Linked DNA regions of Mus musculus: regions 2, 3, 4 and 5 are each linked to region 1. The links are chromatin contacts, called in public ChIA-PET, HiChIP or PLAC-seq, Micro-C and promoter capture Hi-C maps. All regions are on one chromosome and are shown on one strand. Each heading gives the region's core, a stretch centred on a gene start, on an enhancer-like site or on the middle of the called end of the contact. The rest is flanking DNA. Distances are from core to core; before and after follow the strand shown. Region 1 holds the start of Mrps25 (mitochondrial ribosomal protein S25). Region 2 holds the start of 1810044D09Rik (RIKEN cDNA 1810044D09 gene). Region 3 holds the start of Tmem43 (transmembrane protein 43). Region 4 has its middle 23 kb from the start of Prickle2. Region 5 holds the start of Prickle2 (prickle planar cell polarity protein 2).

The links. A called contact is a pair of places that touch in the nucleus more often than the background predicts. ChIA-PET counts read pairs in DNA pulled down with a chosen protein or histone mark. HiChIP or PLAC-seq counts read pairs in DNA pulled down with a chosen protein or histone mark. Capture Hi-C pulls out chosen DNA fragments and counts their contacts.
Region 2: a contact with region 1 is called in an RNA polymerase II ChIA-PET map of memory CD8 T cells, with 8 read pairs. The contact joins the promoter of 1810044D09Rik here to the promoter of Mrps25 in region 1. A contact is called at or near these places in 2 of 115 datasets of contacts at active chromatin or transcription factors (bone marrow-derived macrophages and memory CD8 T cells).
Region 3: a promoter capture Hi-C map of liver shows a contact between it and region 1, with 3 times the contacts expected there. The contact joins the promoter of Tmem43 here to the promoter of Mrps25 in region 1. A contact is called at or near these places in 7 of 39 promoter capture datasets (3T3-L1-derived adipocytes, cranial neural crest, hippocampal neurons and 3 more), 6 of 115 datasets of contacts at active chromatin or transcription factors (astrocytes, bone marrow-derived macrophages, embryonic stem cells and 3 more) and 2 of 9 other capture datasets (liver and pancreatic islet).
Region 4: a contact with region 1 is called in a Micro-C map of embryonic stem cells, with 4 times the contacts expected there. The contact joins the enhancer-like site here to the promoter of Mrps25 in region 1. A contact is called at or near these places in 2 of 39 promoter capture datasets (hippocampal neurons and liver), 1 of 484 Hi-C or Micro-C datasets (embryonic stem cells) and 1 of 115 datasets of contacts at active chromatin or transcription factors (astrocytes).
Region 5: an H3K4me3 HiChIP or PLAC-seq map of embryonic stem cells shows a contact between it and region 1, with 3 times the contacts expected there. The contact joins the promoter of Prickle2 here to the promoter of Mrps25 in region 1. A contact is called at or near these places in 3 of 39 promoter capture datasets (embryonic stem cells, hippocampal neurons and liver) and 3 of 115 datasets of contacts at active chromatin or transcription factors (astrocytes and embryonic stem cells).

The regions. Positions count from the first base shown.
Region 1 is chr6:92,182,476-92,185,375 of GRCm38.p6, forward strand. Mrps25 (mitochondrial ribosomal protein S25) reads right to left here and starts at 1,548. Exons shown (of 4, transcript NM_025578.4): 1 at 1,365-1,548. The coding sequence starts at 1,498.
Region 2 is chr6:91,439,538-91,442,437 of GRCm38.p6, forward strand. 1810044D09Rik (RIKEN cDNA 1810044D09 gene) reads left to right here and starts at 1,450. Exons shown (of 2, transcript NR_038153.1): 1 at 1,450-1,621; 2 at 1,905-2,218. It overlaps 4930471M09Rik (RIKEN cDNA 4930471M09 gene), which reads right to left and starts at 1,317. Exons shown (of 3, transcript NR_045980.1): 1 at 824-1,317.
Region 3 is chr6:91,472,200-91,475,099 of GRCm38.p6, forward strand. It overlaps Tmem43 (transmembrane protein 43), which reads left to right and starts at 1,508. Exons shown (of 12, transcript NM_028766.3): 1 at 1,508-1,699. The coding sequence starts at 1,688. Chchd4 (coiled-coil-helix-coiled-coil-helix domain containing 4) reads right to left here and starts at 1,224. Exons shown (of 3, transcript NM_133928.2): 1 at 1,117-1,224. The coding sequence starts at 1,138.
Region 4 is chr6:92,727,242-92,730,141 of GRCm38.p6, forward strand. No RefSeq gene overlaps it. Among named protein-coding and RNA genes, the nearest start is that of Prickle2, 23 kb to the left of the region's middle. Within about 2 kb of position 1,465, at least 67 of the 459 cell types and tissues checked have an H3K27ac peak or open chromatin away from gene starts, as enhancers often do. A contact at or near this core is called in astrocytes, embryonic stem cells and hippocampal neurons, where this site is marked.
Region 5 is chr6:92,704,750-92,707,649 of GRCm38.p6, forward strand. Prickle2 (prickle planar cell polarity protein 2) reads right to left here and starts at 1,435. Exons shown (of 9, transcript NM_001081146.2): 1 at 1,355-1,435; 2 at 597-682. The coding sequence starts at 1,396.

The DNA.
Region 1 (2,900 bases), core at 298-2,797:
ACATCAAGTGCCTCACAACCACTTGTAACTCCAGTGCCAGAGAATCCAACACCCTCTGGCTTCATGGGCACCTGCACACATATGGTGTAAATAAACTCTCATGACATACAAAACACACACACACAGAGAGAGACAGACAGACAGAGAGAGAGAGAGAGAGAGAGAGAGAGAGAGGTAAAAGGCCAGGTGTGAGCCCTTGCTTGCTGGCTCCAGGCTTACTGACCAGCCTAGCTGAATCCATGAAGCCCAGGCTGAGAGACCCTATTTCAAAAAGAAACCAAGTCAGCCAGCTCCTTAGAAACATTATCTTTGGTTGAATGCTAATGTATCCACACATACACAAACACAGGGTCGGGTGGGGTGGAGACCTTTAAGTAATTACATCAACACAAAACTTGAAAAAGTGAAAGAACTGCTTCTGGGGAGGAAACACTGCCCTGAAAGCTCCACAGCACACCACCCAAAAGCTTGAAGGCAGAACTTGTCAGCAAGTCTCTGTCTTCCCATCCCAAAGCACAGAGCCTTGTGCCCACAAACCAGATAGATATAGATGCACCTACTGGATCAAATGGGCACAAGGTCAGCACCTGTTGCACTCTGCCAGGCACTTTATTCTCCAGCAACCCCACACCACCACCAACACACTGATGTTGTGGTGTTCCGCCTAGGAAAAATGCTGTCAGAAGTTGAGAGAACTTGTGTGATCCCAAGGTCATACAACTAGTTAAGAGGCCTTTGCATATGCATAAACTCCTGACAAGTGGGGAGTAGAGCCCGAACCCTCTGGTCCACCGAGAGGGTTCCAGAGAGCCCTCACCCCAGCAGATCCCAGGCTAGCAAATCTTAGGTCTTGGGGGTCAACTTGACCAGAGAAAATGGCTTGAAGGCGGCTTCTGGCTCTCATGAAGTCAAGGTCTTTGCCACAGGGGCCACTCTCCACCTTGAAAATTATTCTCTTCTCTCTTTCTGATCCGTTCTACAAATCCACTTCTATCTACAGTCATGTTTATCCCGTACTGTGGAAAATCCCAGTACTGAACCCAGCGTTTTGGGCGCTCAATAAATGTGCAGTAAGTTCGGAAGGGTCCAAAGCATTGCTCAGAGATGATAAACGGGTCAATGAAACCTTTCATTCATCAAGTGTCCTAAGCAGCAGCAAGCCATGCTGTGCACAGGTGCGGAAACTTACTACTCCGCTCCCAAGGCGTTCCCCGCGCCACAGCCTCGCACAAGGGGCCAGCCTTCCAGCCGCAACCCATCCCTCCGGTGGAGGAGCACTCGGGTTTCTATCGGGGATCAGTCGGGATGCCCTCCACTGCCTCAGCTTCTTTCACTGAACCCCGAGGGCTGTGACCCACACTGACCTGGCGCCTTCGCCCAGTTCCCCATACGTGTTGTAGTTCACGGTCATGATCTTCACAGACTCCTTGAATACCACGTCCCCGCGACCCAGGTACTGCAGCGTACGGCGGATCGGGAAGCGACCCTTCATCGGCATGGTGGAAGTCAGGAACTCCTCAAGCCGCGGACCAGCGCGGCTCCGGGAATCTTGGGAGGCACTTCCCGGCGGCCAGCGCGGCCGCGGGGCAGCCTGGGACTCGTAGTTTGGGCCCGGGCTCGCAGCCGCCTCAGCGTTGGGAATCAACCTGTCGTTTTTGTCTTCACAGAAACCAATTATCTTCTCCCAAGATCTCCAGTTCTGAAGTGAAGAGCTTGACGGAAAAGTCGCTGTTGATTCAAAGGGAAAACTTATTTGCAAAGGAGGAAAGAGTGGCTTGCTCTGGCGCGTCAGGGTCTGCCTCAAAGGACTCTGCTTAGAGGAGGGGGTCGTTCGCTTGTTAAGAGTGGTTGTGACAGATATGACAAGTCAACAATCAACATGTCACTCTGCGCTGCATTTTTTTTTTTAGGATTTATTTTTACCTTACTGTTTTGCTTGTGTGTTGTGGCTGTGCACCACATACACGCAGTGCCCGCAGAGGCTGGAAGAGGGCGTTGGGTCCCCTGAAATTGACCTTACAGAGCTGTGAACTGCCATGTGGGACCTCTAAAAGAGCAGCAAGTGCACTGAACTGCTAAGCCATTTTTCCAGCCCCACTGTAATTTTTAATCGCTGTTTATGGCTGAAATTAATTTTTCTATAGGATTCTCAAGATTTTTTCCCTTTGTAATTATGTAAATTTTCAACTGACTTCCCAGGCTTCATAGATGAACTGTCTACTGATAAGCCCATTAGAGCATTTTTCATCTGTTAATCTTTTATTCTAGTATTTTTTTTTCAAAACTTAAGTGTTCTTTCCTCTGCTCAAATAATCCAACAATTCTAGACATGTCCTGTGCACACATGAAGGCTGGGGGAAAAGTGTCCTGCTGTGTTTCTGTTCTCTTAGTAAGCTCCAGCAATTGGGATTGTAACCCACACTTCTGGGGTTACAGGCACAGATGATCTCACCTAGATTTTTACATGGATCCTGGGATCAGAACTCAGACCCTCAAGTACTCTTACCCACCGAGCCATCTCCCCAGCTACCAAATTGTAAATTGTTTTAGTTTTTTTTTTTTTACTTTATGTCTATATTTTTTAAAAGATTTATTAATTTTATTTATGAGTACACTGTAGCTGTCTTCAGACACACCAGAAGAGGGCATCGGATTCCATTACAGATGGTTGTGAGCCACTATGTGGGTTCTGGGAATTGAACTCAGGACCTCTGGAAGAACAGTCAGTGCTCTAAACCACTGAGCCATCTCTCCAGCCCCTATGTATGAGTGTTTTGCCTGCATATATGTGAACACATCACTAATAAGCTTCAGCTATAACTACATGTCTGAAGAGGAAGGTAAGCTTCTAGAGCATACCCTTGAGAGTGCAGCAGGCGGCTGCAGGGTATCTAATCACA
Region 2 (2,900 bases), core at 200-2,699, 740 kb before region 1:
ACACCTATAAACCAAATCTGCATGTGAGGATGGATGGGGTGGGGGGCTCCTGTCATGCATAGGGAGAGGACCTTTGAGTCTACTGCAAACTCACGGGAGGTACCAGGAGTCTCACCAGATAGGAGAGGCACCACTACCATAAAACAGACCTCAATTGACTTAAACTAGGGATCAGTCTTAGAGAATAGATATGAGGGACAGGATACTAGAATCAGACTGAGAGAATGGTTGGGTGTGTGCCCTGGGGAGTTAGGTCTGTGTGTTTGTGCTGTTTTGCCATTCATCCAATGATGGACACCCACACTGAGTCCATGACTTAACAAGTGCTGTACAGGAGTTTATATTCCTTCAGGCGTGGCACAGTCCTGGGCAAGTTATGAAAGGAGTCAGATTAAATCTCTAGATGTTTTCAGGAGAGGCTGCCAGCCCTAACAGCTGCCACACATCCCTCCATATACACCCCCACCACAGATGATGGCTTCTGTGTAGTCCAATGAGAAAATTTTCTTCTTAGGGTACTTTTTAAAACATTTTTGAGACCTGTATAATTAGTCCATTTGTGTCATGAGAAAACTTCGTTTCAGCTGTTTGTTTTTTCAATAAGATGACTTTCCTTAACAGGCAAAAAAGCAGTACTCATCTTTATTATTGATTTGAGATAGTATATATATATTCAGGAAAGTTGTCTTAATTTCACATTAATTACATACATTGCTTTCCTCCTTTATCTTTATACATAAAATAGGCTGTTGATATATCTTGAAGAATTTTAAAGGATATTAAATGTTTGATTAAAAAAAAAAAAGGAGTTCGTGCTGAATACCTGTTCTCTCAGCGAACACTCACTCAATCACAAAGCAAATGTCAGTGTTTCTTCTGGAAAAAATCTTATCCAAAGTTTACAATCAAAATTACAAATGGATGGGATTAGCTCTTAAACATACTAAAAGATGTATCATAGATGTAAAACCAACTGTTTTACAGTTTTCGAGCTCACTCTCATGTGGTTCCACATACTCTGGTTCCAGGAGTTAGTGCTACGGGGCCTGCTCACTCACCCCACAAAAAAATGAGCGATAAGACTGAGGGCGGGAGGTCATTATGAGCTGGTCGCCCGGGAGGGCGAGTTTGGACCGTGCAGTACCTTGCTAGCTGAACAGGACAGGGTTAATGTCTAGAATATACAAAGACTCAAAAAATGAATACCTAGAAGTCAAGTGATGGGCTACGGATATGAGAATACAGTTCTCAAGAGTGTTCAAACGGCCAGTTCCACCCGAATATGAACCGACAGCTAGAATGCCAAGGTAGCTGCACGGGACCTTCCTGCTAGACTGAAGCGCTAGCAATGGAGAAGCTGGGCGGAGCCTCCAGTGCAGTAGCGGCGACGGCGCGGTTACATGACGTCATCCTGAGGCGCTGGCCAGTAGCGTCATCAGTTTGAGCCGCTTTCCTTGCCTTGGTCCCTGAGAACCGTCTTCCGACCCTTCCTCCTTCGGTGCTGACTGCTCCCGCGGCTCTTTACGCTGAGATGTTTCACTGACTTCTGCCTGAGATCTGGAAAAGGAACACTGCCCAATAGATGAACATGTGTGAAAAATAACTTCCAAGGAACATCATGGTACTAAGTATCAAATGGAAAGGGAAAGCGAGCAGGCATATTTCTGCCATGGCAGAAACAGCTCTCATAGGCTTCAGAAATAGCCTCCTCCCCGCCGCACCCCACCCCCACCCCCGAGTTCGTCTTCCTCCTGATGCGGGAGGCTTGACTCCAGGTGTTGTTTAGTTTCCTTATCAGTAGCACGTGATGGGGTTCACATATCCACTGCCAGGTCTAGTGGTTGCTGCTTGTTACTAATCCCGAGGCTATCCTCAGATCCCTCATCTCTTCCGCTTTCTTACAGTGCGCAGGGACTGTGCTAAACAGAAAACTGTCAGTCACTGCGGGAATGTGCCTCCCTGATCGCCGCGATCGCCCGCTGCCGCAGCTGTTTCTCCTTCACACGCATAGGCTCCCTGTCTTGCATGGGAGGGAGCAGACCCAGGGGACACCAGACCAACTTGAGTTCACATGGGTTGACTATCCACACCTCTCTCCTCTGTCTTTGGTATCCCGTGAAGTGTGCTGTGTCTCCTCTACCCTGTGATTCCTGTTCATCTCAGGAAGCAGCTGAAAGGGTCAGGAAGGTCCTGGGACATTAAACTACTGTTTGGATGATGTTTGTCTACACTCATTTTCTGGGGAATGATGCGGCTGCCAGACCACGTTAGTGGTCAACTGTCAGGAGTCACATGTGTCCTGAGTCCCTGTGGCCTGAGGGCTCCAGCTATCCCTTCAGTTCTTGGCACAGAGATGTGCTCATGACTGCTGAGCAAGGACAGCTCACAAATCTGTCAGGTTCGAGAGCTCTTCTGCTTGACCCCCTCACTACAGAGGAGGCATCTGGGACCTCACTGCCTCTGGATGTACATCCACTATCCCTCTTCCCAAAATCCCCACAATCACACCTGGACTCATGCTTCAGGTTTCTGTCCAAGGGCTCCAGCTCCCTTATGGCTGGTCCTGTGATGAGGCAAACCATCGTGGTGGCTGGTGAGCAGAGTGACTTGTCTTAAGGTGGACAGAAAGCAGAGAGAAGGAAGGGACCATGATCAAAACATACCCATACAAGTCACTTACTTTAACAAGTAGGCCTACTTTTACTAGTTCTGCCATTTGACAATCACCATGTGAAATATCACCCTAAGTAGTTGTATATAGCCTGTAACTCAGGGCCCACAGGCATAACAGGAGCTATGAGTATTATCCAACACATCTGTACATACTGTCAATCACGATGTCGAGATGTGAATGGACACCCCTGGAAAATACCATTATATCGGACACAGTCAGGTATGTG
Region 3 (2,900 bases), core at 258-2,757, 710 kb before region 1:
CTTAACTCAAAGACTCGTCATCAACCTACCAACTAGGTTGGAGGAAACAAAAGTCATCCTAGGAATCCGCCTAACAGTGCTGGGTCAAGGACTTTCGTATGCGGAACACCAAGTGCTAACCAACAGAAACAGTCCTCGGGAGAGGCACCAATGATGATGCTGGGAAGGAGGGGGTTCTACAGCGGACTGGGGCCTTCTAACTGGATGTATGGCCTTGGGTGGATCACTTCCTCCTTTGTACCTCATGTTCTCTAGACTTAAGAGTAAAGGAGCTGAGAATTCTGGGTGAACCAAGTCTCTCTGTAGCTTTGTATTCTCAAGAGCCCTCCAACTCTTTCCTGCCTTGGGCACGTGCTTCGTGAATACCAGAGTAAATGACGCCTGATCTCTCAATTTACAGGAGTGGAAACTAGGGCCTGGCGGGTTTGGCAGCTCAGACATAAGAAGCCAGTCAGTGCTGGGAGACCTTAGAGCAACAGATTGGTCTGGATTCTTCTGGGTTGCTGCTTACAGGTAACAACAGGTAGTGAGTGGTCCTCAACGTGGCTAGAAATGACGGAAGAAAGGAAGCTCTTTCATAGCGGGTCCCGGTTTCGTGACCTGATGTGGGTTCCTGGATCGAGTAACCTGTCTTAATTTTCCGTTTGATAAGACGTGGACAGTAAGGGAACCCGACATATAAAAATGGCTACGTTAAGTTTAAAAGCGTGCCTAGTACACAGAAGGCGCTCACTAAATGCTCCTGCCAGATGCACTTCAGCACGCCCACTCTAGCCCAAGCGGTAATTTTTCGGGATAGCTAAAAAGCCTGGGCGGGATAGAACCACGTGGGGAGTGCTAGGAGCGACGGTGTCTAATTCCTAACAGTCCCCGATTCCCAGCCAGAGACAACGTGCTCCACACTGGCCAGGCCCACGTGAGGCCCTCCGAGGCCCGGGTTCGGGCTTCACCTTGACCTTGGACCGGCCTCGTTCCTCACGGAGCCTCTGCCTCTCTCGTCTGGAAACCGCCGCGTGAGGCCCACTAAAGGGCCCACAGCCGCTCGGTGGAGACCACTTGATCGCGTGTCTCTCGCAGGCCCGTCCCGGCCGGTCTCCATGGCAGCGCCCGACTCACCTTCCTGCCGGCAGTAGGACATGGTTGTTCCCGACAGTCCTCTGCAGCTCGCAGAGGCAGCGGGCGCGGCTGGAGCGGATACACCTTCTCGCCGTGACCTCCCTCGCCGCTTCTCAGGCCTGGCGGGTGGCACTGAGGCCCGCACAGACCCGCCCCCTCCAGGCCTGCCCGCCGCGCGCCTGCCTCCGCGCGTCCTAAGCACCAGAACCGCTTCTCAGTCGAAAACTACACTGACCAGCAGCCCTTGCGCCTCTCCAACTAGACCGATACTACATTTCCCAGAAATCTTGCAGCGCGCACGCGCACCAGTGAAATACAGTGGTTTGTAATTTTGTGGCGAACGTGTCAGACGTCGGACTACATTTCCCAGCAGCCCTTAAGATGCGCACGCGCAGACAACTTGAGGCTTAGGCAGGGCGGTAACTTTTGTCCTGCGTCCCGCCAGGTCCTGGATTCCACGAGAAGTCTTGCAGCTCTGTGGCAGACAGGAGGTCACCGTATTCTGCGTTCCGGTCGTCAGCCCAATTCCTAGCGGAATAGAGCAAGACGGCGGCAGCGAACCAAGCCCACCATGGCAGCGAACGTAAGTGCTTCCTGATGCCCGGGTGACACCATCATCCGGGCCGCTTTTTCCCTGGATCCGCGCTGGGTCTTACAGGGGTGCTACCCCAGTGGGTGCAGCTGCCCTCAGCTCTCTGAGCTTCTCCATCTCGGGCTGCGCGTTTGTGGGCCTCAGCAATTAGTCGAGTCCGCTCGTGCACGGCTGCTTCTTCCACTCCTAGTTTCTCTCTGGGCCCCTGGGGATACGAAACTTGGGGAACTTGGGGAACTGAAGGACCACGGGGAAAGTGTCTATTGGTGAGCAGACTGATGAGGTGATCCTGCCCAGGTGGAACTGTCCAGCAAATGCTTCTTTGGTCTTCGCTCCCTAGGGGGTGTGTACTCAAAGGCTGTGTGATGCTACTGTAGCTGGACTAGCCTGGCTGGATGACGTGGAGAGGGAGACTTTTCTCTGCTGCCGGGTTCCTGGTGCACTGATTTGGTTAGAGCCCCTAGCTGAGGATAGTTCACCCAGACCTCTGGCCTCTTCCTACTGCAACTAGTCCTTAAGAATTTTCCTAGTGAATCTTAACATTCATTCAACAAACGGAGCAACACCACCTACTAGGGGACTGGGTGTGGGAGAAGCCGGTGAGTCACCAGTGCCTCTGGTGAAAGCGCCTCTGAAGCCATCTCAGGAGCACTGCCAGCCCCAGGCACACCCTTACTCCCTCCTTGGTAGAGTGTCACTACAGCCCTCCTTGGGCCTGTTACACCCTCTTCCCAGGCCCCTCCTCAGTCCGGCAGACTTCACCTCCTGGGAGGCCGGAGTTTGTTTCACCCACTGTGCAAGCAATATCTGTTTGGCATATTGTCTGGCCCTGGCAGGGGAAGAGAACCAAAGGTTAGGAATGCTGCACTGGAGCCAGAGGAGAAGGCAACCAGCAGGCCAGCCTGGCAAGAGCAGGCAGACCCCTTCTGATCCATCTCATCAGCGTCATATCTCACCGTTCCCCAGAAGAAGACACCTGCTTGGGGGCTCGTAGCCAGCTTGGCATGCTACATCCCCAGCCTGGGAAGGTGCTGATGAGGGCAGACTTTGGAGACAAGCCCGGAGGCAAATCCAGATTCTTCTACTCTAACTCCTTTGGGTTTACTCTCTCATGGGATCAGTTACTTTGAAATTTGAGGAAGGTTGCTGGGCACAGAGCCTGGTACATGGGAGGTACTTAATCCTTGAAAAA
Region 4 (2,900 bases), core at 215-2,714, 540 kb after region 1:
TGATTTACTTTTGTCTTCTGTTGTTAGGCATTTCCTCTTGTCAGAGAAGAAACCTTAGACTTCCTACTCCCTGGATAAATCACCCTCAAATTGCCCCTGCCTCCTTCAATCACTAGTAAAAATGCAAAACTAACCAGATTCTTGGCTAGAATATAGTATTTTCCGTGCACTATCTAATCCAAACCTCCCAAGGCACAAGTTAAGAAACACACCCACGATTACACATGGAGGAATCCACAGATCAGCCTTAGATACCAAGGAGTCCAACTCCAAGATCATGGCCTTAACCACCTCACAGTCTCCCTGCCTGTCTGAATCCTTCTGTTATTCTGCAGGGAAAAGCCAAGCTCATTAGAGGCTCATGATCTCCCCCACCCCCACCCCACCCCCAATCTCTTCCTCCTGTAATACCAGCTTCGTGGAGACCTAGCAGATAGCATCCTCTGAGGATTATTTTTAAAAATGAATTCCTTTCTCAGCTCTCCTCCCTCCCAAGCCCCATATGATGAACAAAAGTTGCCAGGTTGCTGGCTCCACACATGGTATGTTATTCACGGGCTGCTCTGCTGCGATGAGCCAACTCATTAGTTTCAAAGCTGCAGATTAATCTTACATTTCTGTTTCCTGGAGGTGAAAGGTCATTTTTTATCTCCTTAGCTTTATCCACCACCCAGGAGGAAATTGGATCTTTAAGCATGAGGGACCTTTCTCCCCACGAAGCAGCTGTTCGAGCTTCTCTTCTATGTTTTGAGTGAAAAACGGATACAGAGAACTGGAATTGTGTGTGTGTGTGTGTTTAAACCAAACCAAACCAAACCCAAAAAAAAAAAAAAAAAAAAAAAAAAAAAAAAAAAAACAGAAGAGCATCTTTTAAAAGTAAGAGAAATCTTGTAAATTGTGGGGCAGGGGGAAAAAAAAAAAAAAAACAACGAGGAAGAGGCTAGTGCAAGTAGTGTTGAGAACGTTAGATACAAAACAAATGCTCCCCAGCAAGATGAAGTTGGTAAGATTTAGAAGGCGAAGGCCTCCCTCCCCTCCCCCAGCTCAGAGCTTTGCACTCGCCCTCTGATGCCGCCTAGTGGTGAAATCTAATATGGCACCAGCCCGAGAGAAGAGATGATTATTCAAGCACCACCTCCCAAAACACGGGTAGATTTGGGCCTGAGAGACAGCAGCTGGATGGTTAGCTTTAGAAATCATACTCGTACGATTGCTAACAAAAGGTAGACGCTTGTAAGGGGGCTCTGCTGCTGTGGAAGTGGTTCATGTCCATGAAACACTTCAAGCTTGGTCTCAGTTGCTTTCCAGACCGTTGAGGAGCCGGCCCTAGAGAACAGCACACGATTCCCAGGTTGTGCTGCCCCAGTTAGATCGCCATTTCTCCTGCGTAGCCATGGCTGAATCAGAGTTGCATTGAGGAGGGAAGAAAGCTGTATTGAACTCTGCTTGCTTGGGCTCACTGCAGCTATTGTCTGGCACTTAAGGCTGTAATCAGAGTGAACACACTGACCACTGTTTATTTTCCCCACCGGGCTTTCTCCCAACATTTTCTCCCATCTCCACAGGGAGATTTGGCATTTAAAGAGAGCGTGGGGGAGGGGAGAGTGTGGCAGAAAGGTTGGGTTCTTCCAGAGAATAAAGAAAGCAAAGGCTCTTTATAACTGGAGATGTTTCTATGTGGCGAATGCCCTAGAGGAAATACAACATGCACTGAAGCATTGACATGATACTGTCCCATGAGGCATCAAGTAACCTTCTTGCAACACAGCATCCACCAAAAATGCCCCATAATGAGGCTGAGATGTCTCAGTGGGTAAACCGCTTCCGGCACAAGCGTGAGGACTTGAGTTGAGATCCCCAACACCCATGTAGAAAGCCAGATGTGACAGCGCATGCTTATAATCCCAGCACCAGGGAGACTGAGATAAGAGGGTCCCGGGGCTTGCTGGCCCGCCAGGCTAACTGGATTGATGAGCTCCAGCTTCAGTGAGAGACCCTGCCTCAAAAACTAAGATAATGATGGAGGAGGATACCAGAAGTCAACCCCCAGTCTCCAGAAGTGCACCCCACCCACCCCACCCCACTCACAAATAAAATAATAATAATGCCCACCGTTATCTTAGAACTGAGTAAAGACACCAACTACTAAATCAAGCAAGGACAGAGAACGGGGATAGGAAAGTGGGATTTGGAGGAAGAAAGCAAGCACAGCACCTGCAGCTTTGGATCACTTAGTTCAGCACTATATTCAGAAGGGGCTTAATGACCACATGAAGCACGGGCACAGAGACATGTTTATCACCTGTCATGCCCCCAATTCAGGTCTGTTCTCCTTAAAGGACAATCATGGAGGGATATCAGTGTACTGGAGACTAGAGAGTCCTGTGTCCATGCAAATCTTGGGGCTGGCAAAGAAAGAATTGGGCTAATTGAGAGCCAACCATGGACTCAGCAGCTAGCCGATACTTTTCTCCTCTGGGTTGAGCTGTACTTCGAGGAAAGATGTTGCATTGCCAAGTGGAGGCCATTAGCGAGCCAAATCTACCTTGCAAGGGAGAGCAGTCAAGGCACAGACTTCCTGATTTTGATTACTGGAGTCAATACATGGTCTTGTGGTGATTAGCTCCTAGCTCTTATTTATACCCTCTCTAGCTACATGGAGATGAGAAACATCTGAGTCCTGGCTTAGTATAGGCTTACTATGGATTTAATATTCTACAATCCATTCTGGGGATGGTGAAGGAGAATAAGTCATTTTGTCTGCTCAGCATCCTTTATATTTCTTTCACTGCCAACACCATGATTTCTTCTTCACATTCAGCCCTATGGTTTTCTACAGGCTCCTTTCCTTTATTTACTATCCGGGTACTAGCATCTGGTTCATATCTGCCCAACTGAAA
Region 5 (2,900 bases), core at 185-2,684, 520 kb after region 1:
GAACTCACCTTTATATCACCAAGCGGAGTCTGTAAACCCACACCCCAACTTCCCTCAATCACCGCCCTACCAGTCAGATGCAGTGGGAGGGTACCCGGATCCCTCCACTCCCAAACAAAATCATTGCAAGCCAGCTGAGGCTGCCTGAAAATCAACATTCGAGGCACATTAATAAGAAACATCTGGCTACGGGAAGAGGTTGACACAGCACAGGCAGGCAGTGGTGGATTTGTGGTTGGGACCCAGAGTTACAAGGACTGAACTGAAAGCACAATCGGAGAACACCAGTTCGTCTAGGCAATCCTCCACCCACTGCACCACGGAGCCTAGCAACACCGCCATGCTCCGGGTTTGAATTGTTTGGGGCAGAGTTACCTAGAGACTTCCCACTTAAAGCTCTGGCATCAGGAAAATGCATCTCCTGCATCCTCCAGTGTCTGGCCACCACTTCCACCTTCAATATTTGTAGCAGATGTAGCTGGGCTCTTAAAGGAACAGTGTTTGCATTCTTTCCATGTGACTTACAGGATAGACTTAAAAGGGGGAAAGTGTATTTATTTTTCTTCCCTAGTGTTGTGTGTTTAAGACCATCCTACCTCCATTTGTGCAAGGCGAACCCGGGACACTGGTCACCACAGGCGTTACATGGCTGGCCTCTCTCAATCCGACCCAGTCCAGTCAACTTCAAAACAAAAAGACAACACAAGCGTGTCCACCACCAGGGCTCCCCTCAAAGCCCCACTTGTATCCTAGGCAGGAAGGCCTGCCCCTCCCACCCCGCCTCTGTGATTGGACTCAACTGTTTTCTGATGTTGGGGACTTGGGACCAGATTCTCCCACCTGGAGAAGGGCATGTGATTCCAGGTGGGCTGTCTATATAGAGAGCATGGGCACCAAACCACCAAGAAATGGCTTGGCTGGGGCTTTGTCTCCCCCAGACACCTTGGTCACCGGTTTCTAAGAAACAAAAGCAAGACCTTTCCGTTCCCTGGAGTTGCGGGGACCACCTGGTGGCTGTCCTGGACTAAGCCAGGGTTCCCTAGAAGAGGGTAGCTGGGACGCCCAAAAGCCAGTCCCAGGTCCTGTTTCTCAGCTGGGGTTCCCATATTCCTTACGAGAAGAGGAAAAGAAAAAGGTTCACCCGCGGTGCCCTGAACTATGGCATTTAGGGTCCAGGTCCCTGGTGGCACTGTCGCCCGGCCTGGGGTAGGGCCCAGCCCCTCGCGCGCCCGCGGGGCCAGCTTACCTGGGGCCACAGGTGCGCGGCCGCGGGGTGGAGAGGGGCTGGGCCCGGGCGCTGGCTGCCGGCGGTGGGGACCGGGCGGGCGGCTCCGCTCGGGTGGAGGACACTCACCGAGCGGCGGGACAGTCTTTTCCGCGAGCTCCGGCTGAACATGGCCGGGCGCTTCCCGCACGCAGCGCTGTCGGTTGAATGTGTCCGCGCTGCAGCCGCCGGGAGGGCGGGTGGACTGGGCTGGTGCGGTCGTCAGCCGGGCGGTCTCCGCCTAGCTGTCCCGCCTGGTTCGGGAGAGCACGTTTCCCCTCCTCCCTTCCCTCTGCAGCTCGCTCCCCGCCTGCTGGTCCCTCCCCTCTCGGCGAGCTCCCCGCCCTCCCCCAGCCAGTCCCATCCTCTCTGGCACCAGCTGAGGCCACTTTCTCTTTTCTCCTGCTTCCTTGCCCTCTGGGGAGAACTCTTTGGCTGGCCCAGCCCCTAAAAGCTCTTCCGCTCACTCTGGTCCCTGAAGTTAGGAGGCAGGGGACACTTCACAGACATCGGGAGGAGATGCAAAGATGAGAGATTTTCACATTAAATTTAAACATTTAAACTCTTCTTCCACTGTGTATTAATGATCTCTCAAAATTTGTTAAACTTGTGTGCTTATCAATATATGTGTCTAATATAAATGTATGCATATAAATGTATGTATCTATATGCAGACAGACAGACAGACAGACAGACAGACAGACAGACAGACAGATAGATAGATAGATAGATAGATCGATAGATGGGTGTGGGAGTGTCTTACTATGTAGCCCTGGCTGGACTATGTAGAACACACTGGTCTTTAACTCACAAATACTGGCCTGCCTCTGGCTTTTGAGTACTGGGATTAAAGTCATGTACCACCATTACCTGCCCTCTTATCAATCCCTTAAAAATAAATAAATAAATAAATAAATAAAGATGTAACAGAAGACTTTATCTTATAGCATGGTTGAAGGATGAGTCAGGTCATGTGCAGTGGTTGTAACTGGCACAAACTCAGGACTGATGCAAGATTAGAGATGGAAAACAAGGATGTTGTTCTAACAGGCAAGACTATGGTGTCCACTAGTCATTGATACATCCGCTCAAATAGCACTTCCCCTGAACTCTCTCCACCACCCACTAAGCCATCCCTTACACATTCATGACATACAAATCATGTGTTGACATCTGTTCTCAACCAAACCCAAATGACAGAAGGGCCCTGTCTTCTTTGCTTAGGCACATATGTAGGTTTGTATACTCTGGATACTCCTGCAAGTCAAAAGAAGACAATTTGTCATCACTGAGAAGAAGATGGTCATCTTCTGGCTTAGCATTTTATATCTGGGCCATTGAAGTTGAATGAAGAGAAGCCATCTCCACCTGGGATAACCCAGCAAATGGGGGGCGGGGGGCAAGATACCTATCTATCAAAATCAAAGGAATAGCCAGATGCAACTCAGACACCCCCTTCTTCATCAGAACAAGCTGTCCACGTTCACCAATAAGACAACGAAGTTTAGTTTGGTTCTAAGGAGAGGCATGTAAGGCCTTTGCCTCAGGAGCACAATTTACAGAGAATAAATTCAGCAATTAAGACAAATATTTATGTACTGTGATCAAAGAATCAAAATCAATACCAGATATATCT